Regions from separate parts of the Mus musculus genome. Here region 1 is linked to region 2. The links are chromatin contacts, called in public Hi-C maps. All regions are on one chromosome and are shown on one strand. The core of a region is the stretch at or near the end of the contact, and the rest is flanking DNA. Distances in the headings are between cores, read along the strand shown.

Evidence for each region. A called contact is a pair of places that touch in the nucleus more often than the background predicts.
Region 1: a Hi-C map of rod photoreceptor shows a contact between it and region 2, with 2.6 times the contacts expected there. The contact joins the enhancer-like site here to the promoter of E130308A19Rik in region 2. A contact is called at or near these places in 3 of 39 promoter capture datasets (the C10 cell line, embryonic stem cells and liver), 1 of 15 datasets of contacts at CTCF or cohesin (large pre-B cells), 13 of 484 Hi-C or Micro-C datasets (B cells, the C10 cell line, the G1E-ER4 cell line and 7 more) and 3 of 115 datasets of contacts at active chromatin or transcription factors (Th17 cells and embryonic stem cells).

What each region holds. Positions count from the first base shown.
Region 1 is chr4:59,676,094-59,679,812 of GRCm38.p6, reverse strand. The region is part of intron 1 of E130308A19Rik (RIKEN cDNA E130308A19 gene); the gene reads right to left. Among named protein-coding and RNA genes, the nearest start is that of E130308A19Rik, 52 kb to the right of the region's middle. Within about 2 kb of position 2,337, at least 4 of the 459 cell types and tissues checked have an H3K27ac peak or open chromatin away from gene starts, as enhancers often do. A contact at or near this core is called in rod photoreceptor, where this site is marked.
Region 2 is chr4:59,623,849-59,627,639 of GRCm38.p6, reverse strand. It overlaps E130308A19Rik (RIKEN cDNA E130308A19 gene), which reads right to left and starts at 1,429. Exons shown (of 4, transcript NM_001015681.2): 1 at 1,149-1,429.

The DNA.
Region 1 (3,719 bases), core at 1,088-3,587, 51 kb before region 2:
ACTGGTCTCTCCAGCATCTCTGACTGACTGGTCTCTCCAGCATCACTGACTGACTGGTCTCTCCAGCATCACTGACTGACTGACTGGTCTCTCCAGCATCTCTGACTGACTGGTCTCTCCAGCATCGCTGACTGACTGGTCTCTCCAGCATCTCTGACTGACTGGTCTCTCCAGCATCTCTGACTGACTGGTCTCTCCAGCATCACTGACTGACTGGTCTCTCCAGCATCTCTGACTGACTGGTCTCTCCAGCATCTCTGACTGACTGGTCTCTCCAGCATCTCTGACTGACTGGTCTCTCCAGCATCTCTGACTGACTGGTCTCTCCAGCATCACTGACTGACTGGTCTCTCCAGCATCTCTGACTGACTGACTGGTCTCTCCTGTTGCGCACGCTCAACTGGCCAGGAAGAACGACGCTGCTACAGGATCCTTCTGCACACGTTTATTCAGTCCTGTTTCTTCTTGTTTATATCTCTCTTGTTTATATCTCCCCTGTTTATATCTCTCCCTTGTTTTTATATCTCCCTTGTTTTTATATCTCCCTTGTTTTTATATCTCCCTTGTTTATATATCTCCCTTGTTTTTATATCTCCCCTGTTTATATCTCCCCTGTTTATATCTCCCTTGTTTTTATATCTCCCCTGTTTTTATATCTCCCTTGTTTATATCCCCCTTGTTTATATCTCCTCCGAACCCTGGGCCTCTCACTCCTTTTATACTCTCTCTCATCCACGCACCGCAGGCCACGCTACCTCACCAGGCACGCAGCTTCAGCTAATCAGGGCAGCAGGGGCATATCTCCATCAAATTGGATTCACCTGTATCCTGGTACACCTGCGCAGCACTCAAGATGTTTGTCTTATATGAGGAAGTCAGGTGCAAGTCATATGACTTAGCTGCAGTCCCTGGCGCCTTTAGGACTGCCGCCACACCCGCTCCCCACACTCTCCAGCATCTCTGACTGACTGACTGGTCTCTCCAGCATCTCTGACTGACTGGTCTCTCCAGCATCACTGACTAACTGACTGGTCTCTCCGGCATCTCTGACTGACTGGTCTCTCCAGCATCGCTGACTGACTGGTCTCTCCAGCATCTCTGACTGACTGGTCTCTCCAGCATCTCTGACTGACTGGTCTCTCCAGCATCGCTGACTGACTGGTCTCTCCAGCATCTCTGACTGACTGGTCTCTCCAGCATCTCTGACTGACTGGTCTGTCCAGCATCTCTGACTGACTGGTCTCTCCAGCATCTCTGACTGACTGGTCTCTCCAGCATCACTGACTGACTGGTCTCTCCAGCATCTCTGACTGACTGGTCTCTCCAGCATCGCTGACTGACTGACTGGTCTCTCCAGCATCACTGACTGACTGATCTCTCCAGCTCCAGATCATCTTTTTAATATACTTCTATTTTGTGATAAATGCCAAGATACAGAATAAAAATAGAATTTTTTTAGTTCTTTTCGTCAAACTGAGGTAGAGCAGATCTACCTGACTTCTTTTAGAGCATGTGTCTGTTTCCTTTCTACTCTACCCAATTGCCTTATTTTAAAAACTTTTGCTAGCTTTAGAAGTGTAATGACATCTGGTTGTTGAATTATTTTATCAATGTAGAAATTCTCATTCTATAAGTAATCCTTGAACACTTAACAAAGACTTGAGAATAATGTGAGCAAAGTCTAAGAAGGCTGCTCTCTCTCTCTCTCGTAGAAAGCATCACTGATCCACTAGTCAGACAAACAAACCTTCTCATCAATATTGTGATGGCCATGCTACTCCATCCTTTCTAAGCAATTGTGAGATGTAGAAGGTCCCAAAAGCTTCAATGAACATTAAAATAATGGCACACACTGACATGAGGCTCACCGTCTTAGCAAGCGCTACTCTAAACACAGTAGATTTAGACCTTTATGGGGGAGGTATCATTTTCATTTTAAAGGGAAGAACAAAGTCAGAGTGCTTAATAAAAATGTGCTCTGTCACATAGCCAGTATATAAGGAAGCTAAGATTTCATTCAAAGCTCACTGAGCACTGGAGGTACAGGCCTCTAATTGGGAGAGAGAGGGAGGTAGATCTCTGAGTTGGAGGCTAGCATGCTCTACAGAGTGAGTTCCAGGACAGCCAGGGCCACACAGAAAAACACACAGAAACAAAGATTTAATCCAAAGCTAACCGCTACAGTGATCACATCCTGAGCCCCGCTCCTGAACCCTGTCAGTTGTCCACACCTGTCATGGTGCTCCCAACCTGAGCCCCACCAGGTGGGAGGGAGCCACTTCAAGGGCACACAGACCATGATGACTCAGGCAATTAAGGATCTTTGGTTTTAAGTCTTTATAATCCTCAATTCTAAAGCTAAATCAGCTTACATTGTTGAAAGTAAGCTACCCATAAGACCTAGTGTTTAATATACATAGCAAAACAGAGTACCAGAATTTGGGAACCCATTTTGCACTCTTTAGTGAAGAGGTTAAAGAAAAAATGGTGAACATTTCTCTCCCATCCTGGGAGATGGTGGTACCTCACACGCAGATATATTGGAACAAATCCTGCGCCTAGTGCATTTGGTTTCACTGTTTTAAAAACAAGGAAACTCCTCTTCCCCAGTGCTCTGTTCACATGATGGCACAGGCTGTGCAGGCTGCCTGAGGCCCCGACAGAGAGACACAGCCAGCCTACCCTCACTCACATATCCATACTTATAGAATTAACTCACAGAAGCCAAGAAATGGAGCTGGCCTAGAAGTCCACAACAGAGGAGAGAATGTGATACATATACACAATGGGGTCTCATTAAGGAGCTGTGGAGACAATGGAACCAAGGTATTGGGAATCAGGCGGAATGGGAAGTCATCATATTAATCAAAATAAACCAGACTTAGAAAAACAGACATTGCATGTTTTCCCTCATATGCAGAATCTGAATTAAGTTGCATTGTGTGTGTGTGCGTGCGTGCGTGCGTGTGTGCGCGTGTGTACATACAGATATATATACATCTATGATGAGAGCTCAGACAAACAGTTAACGGTGGAATGGAGACTGGGAAGGACAGTAGGAGAACAAGCATAAGCAAAGGCAAACAATACAGATGAAATGTCACAATACACCCACTAAGAAACGTTAACTAAAAAGGAAAATGTCTGAAAATGGGAGGAAAGCCTAAGAAGTCATTAGGTACACAGAAGAGAAGAAGGTATCTTTATCACAATAGGCACACAAAAGGCTTAGTGTCCGTATCCATTGTTATTTACAGAAAGGGCCGTAGCACAAATACCATAAGGAAAGATAAACTATTACTTAAAAAAAAAAAACAAAAACAAAAAACAATGTTCAAATGATTCTTATCCTTCAGCTAAATTTTCTTATAAATACTAATCATTTATAAAGAGGTTAATCTAAGAATCTAATGTGTAGCCATTAAGATGTAAACATTTGGCATCTGTTACATACAATAAAGAAATGGTAATTCTTAAACATAGACAATATAAATCAGACTGAAGAAGATCATAGTTTTATGGTAAAGACTATGATGAGGATAAGTGAGTCTCTCATTCTTTGTATAAACATTAGACAATTAATATTATACACAAAGTCTAGAACAAAGGCATGGACTCTAATAAACTCAATAGCTGCTTATATTTAATCATGAATTTTTTTTGCTTAGTGAAATAGATGGTTACTTTTTGGAACCCATAAAATATTAAGAGATTCAATA
Region 2 (3,791 bases), core at 180-2,679:
TGAATTTTATGAATGCTTAATGTACTTCATTTATTATTTGATCATTTATGAACACATAGCAACTGTTCACGAAGTAAGCCAGCTAATCAAATAAGAAAAAACAGAGCTACTACCTTCCACCTTTCAAAACACTATATCTAACGTACAACAACCCTACCCTTGGTTTGTACGCATGTAAGGAATAAATGTATCATGTAAAATAAGGAAATACCGCTGGGAAAAATCACTTCTAACATCACGTTCTCTTCATATGCTATGAAAAAAAAAAAAATCTCCTATCTTAAAACGGAAAACAAAGGTTTTAGCCTGCATGGAAAGACTATCATTGTTTTACTCTCTAATGCAAGCCCTACCATAAAAGCTGTCACTACATGACACTCCAATTAACTGTTTAGTAGGTAGACTACTCTATCGGTGATAATCCTAAGGACCACAAGAAAAAACTTTACTCCACAACTTCAAAACAATTTCTTTAAAAATATTAAAAAAAAAAAAAATCAGCCATGTTCGATTTTCTCCATTTAAGTCACTGCCTGACCTTTAACATTTTAAATTAAAGTCAGCCGTAAGAAAACCACAAACATTTTTTGTTTGTCTGTTTGTTTGTTTGTTTGTTTCATCTGATGTGTTTGTTGCTGGTCAGCTCAACCTCCTCTCTCCAGGACACTAGGTTTCTTGATCTATTTGATAACAAACCCAAATCACTGTGCGCAGCCTCAGATTGGGGGGAGCTTTTGGGAGAAAGCCCTCCTCCGTTAGAAACAATAAATAAGGGAGCAAAGCGCCGCACGTTCCTTTACACGCCCCACACGCACCTCCCGGTACCTCCGGACAACCAAGCTAGTCCGGCAGAGCCCCGAGGTGTCTCAGACTCTGCAACTAGCTAGGCAGACCGTTCCTCCTCCGTCCCGCCCTCCTGCCCAGCTCGGGGGACGCCGGCGCACCGACAGTCCCCGCCAAGACGCCGCCGGCCGCGAACCGGTGCGCGCCCCGCTCTGCGCCCGCAGACCCCTCCGCCCCTAGCGCCCTCCCGCCTCGCTGGCCCGGAGCAGACAAAAGGAAGGTTCTGAGGGTCACGGCGCGGCCGCCCACACACAAAGAGGCCCCGCGCCCGCGTGCTCCCCAGCCCCGCGCGGGCTCTCACCCACCTGCAGGTGTCTGTGCGTCTGTCCATAGGAACGCGGGCGGTGGGGCCTGCGGGAGCCCGGCGGCCCGAGCTGGACGGGGAGGGACGGCGGGACGGAGGGCGGCAGCACCACAGCCGGAGGCCCCGGGGCCGGAGTCGGTGAACCGGGAAGGGCGCCCCACGGGCTGCGCGGCGGGTGACGGCGGTGGTGCGATGAGAGGGGGGGGCGCAGGCGCCAGCCTGGCTCGGCCACCGGCGCGCGCCGCTCCGTGCGCCCCGGGCTCCGCGCGCCCGGCTTGGAGCGCGGGGGCGGGGCCGCGCGGGGCGGGGCCGGAGAGGGGCGGGGCGGGGGCTCGGACCCCAGCTTCAGCCGGCACCGGAAGCGCTCCTCAGGCGGCGGGACCTACAGGAAGTGTGTAGCGACGCCCGCGGAAGGCGCTCGACCCGCGGCGCTCGCTGCCCTGAGGGGGCGCGGGCCAAGCTCCTGTCAGCGACGCGAGCAGCCCGGAGCCGGCCGAGCTCGGCCCCCGTCGCTCCGACAGGTACAGAACCCACGCACGGTCTGTGCCACTTTCCACGCGTGTCCGCTGTCCTGGCCTCCGCGCACTTCAGCCTAAACACTTGAAGTAAGCAGAGCTTGATCGCGTTAGAGGTGTGTGACACCTCAGACAGAGTTGTGCCGGGTGGCCTGGGACCCGCAGTGTACTTACTCCATAGTGTCCTAATGTCCCACCGCATCGCATCCACACACACATCTAATAAACTGGAGTTCCCAGGGAAAAAAATAAAGAATAGTGCAAGGTGTTAAAGATTCTACACGCCTTAATAATTTATTTATTGCCTACCCATCAAACTTAATACCCTCATGACCTTAGGAAACTCTTTAATATGTCTTTTTTAGCAGTGGCTAAAAAAGTGGTTAAGAGCACTGGCTGCTCTTCCAGAACACCAAGTTGATTCCCGGCAGTATCTCACAACAGTCTGGAGTTCAGTCCCCGCGGTACGACAGAGCGGTGCAGACGTACATGCTGGCAAAACGACCACTAATAATAATAGTAGTAGTAATAGTAAAAAGAAGGAAGAAATGTATTGTCAGCTGACCTCTAGCTTCCACTGATTCAAAAGCTACAAATCTCATCAGTACCTGAAACTTGTAAATTTGGCCCACTTTGCTGTAATCCACCAACCTGCAGGCCTTGCCATTTGGTAATTGCCTTGATTTTATGACTTCCTTTTTTCTGTAAATAATAATAATAATAATAATAAAAGCTAATGTAACTACTTCCACAGTGGAGCATGTCTTCCAGGGTAATCTGAATCCATGTTGCTGGCCATCATTTGTATTTGGCTCAAGAGTAGACTCACTGAGCTCAGAGCTGTACTTTGGCATCTACACATTCATCCCACCCCAGGAGTGGGGCCGTTGTAACAGCTAAAACTCTCAGAGGTGCTCTGATACACAAGGCACTAAAAGCTACCTACACAGCATGGCACCACTGAGACAAGGCTGTGTGTTTAAAAACCCCTTTCATAGCACCTCCCAGATATGTCTGTGCCAAGCACTTAGTAAGTTGTTAATTCAGTTAGTCCTAGGAACGCTACAAAACTGGTGCTACTAACATTACTATTCTATAGAAAATTTGATACAAAATGTAATTTTTTTTATGTGTGTGGGGGTTGTTCTGCTTGCATGGATATCTCTGTGCCAGAGATGCCCTCGGTGCCTTCCCAGGCCAGTAGAGGGTGTCAAATGTCCTGGAACTGTAATTCCAGATGGGTGTGAGCTCCCTCCCGGGTGTTGGGAATCAAACCCAGGTCCTCTGGAAGAGCAACTACTGAGCCATCTCTCCAGCCTCACATTTTCAGGTACCTACTGAGAAGTGATATTGCAGTTCATAAGATGGTTGTAGTTTTAGTTTTCAGAAACTGAGGCTTAGAGAAACTAAGAAATCTTGAGAACATAGTTTGTTATTGGAGCTCAGAGTCATCCACTGCTTCCAGGCTCCCTTTTCTCCTCACAGCACTGAGCCCTTTCCAAACCATGTCTAATGGTAGAAAGTCAGACTTAGAAATAACCTGATTAGCCTTAGGTACTATCCACATCTTGGTCTTACCCCTCCTGTGATAAGAAATCTCAATCATTCCTAGGTGAGAAATGAGAATGTGACAGATTGTAAATATAATTAGGCAGTGGTGACACACTTTTAACCCGGGCACTTGAGAGGCAGAGGCTAGCTACTGAGTTCCAGGATACCCAGGGCTACACAGAGAAACCCTGTTTCAAAAAAAACATTAAAAAATAAAAAGATTTAATATATTTAACATAACTATATACTAAAAGTGATTAAGAAACTAAATTTTATATTCTACTTTTGCCACAATTAACTGTATGTATTTGCTATTAAAAATGGTCATTCTATATACCAGTTTGTCGAACTTGTAGATTCCTTATCTGCAAAACAAGCAACAAGAAACCAAGCAATGAAAAGAAACTGCTACTGAAAACATTGTAAAACAGATATCTTTAGCTGTCTCATGGTGCTGGATAGTTTTATGTCAACTTCACACAAGCTGGGGTTGTCTAAGAGGAGGTAGCCTCAATTGAGATAATGCTTCCATAAGACCTGGCTGTAGGCAAGCTTGTAAGAAATGTTCTTAATTAGTG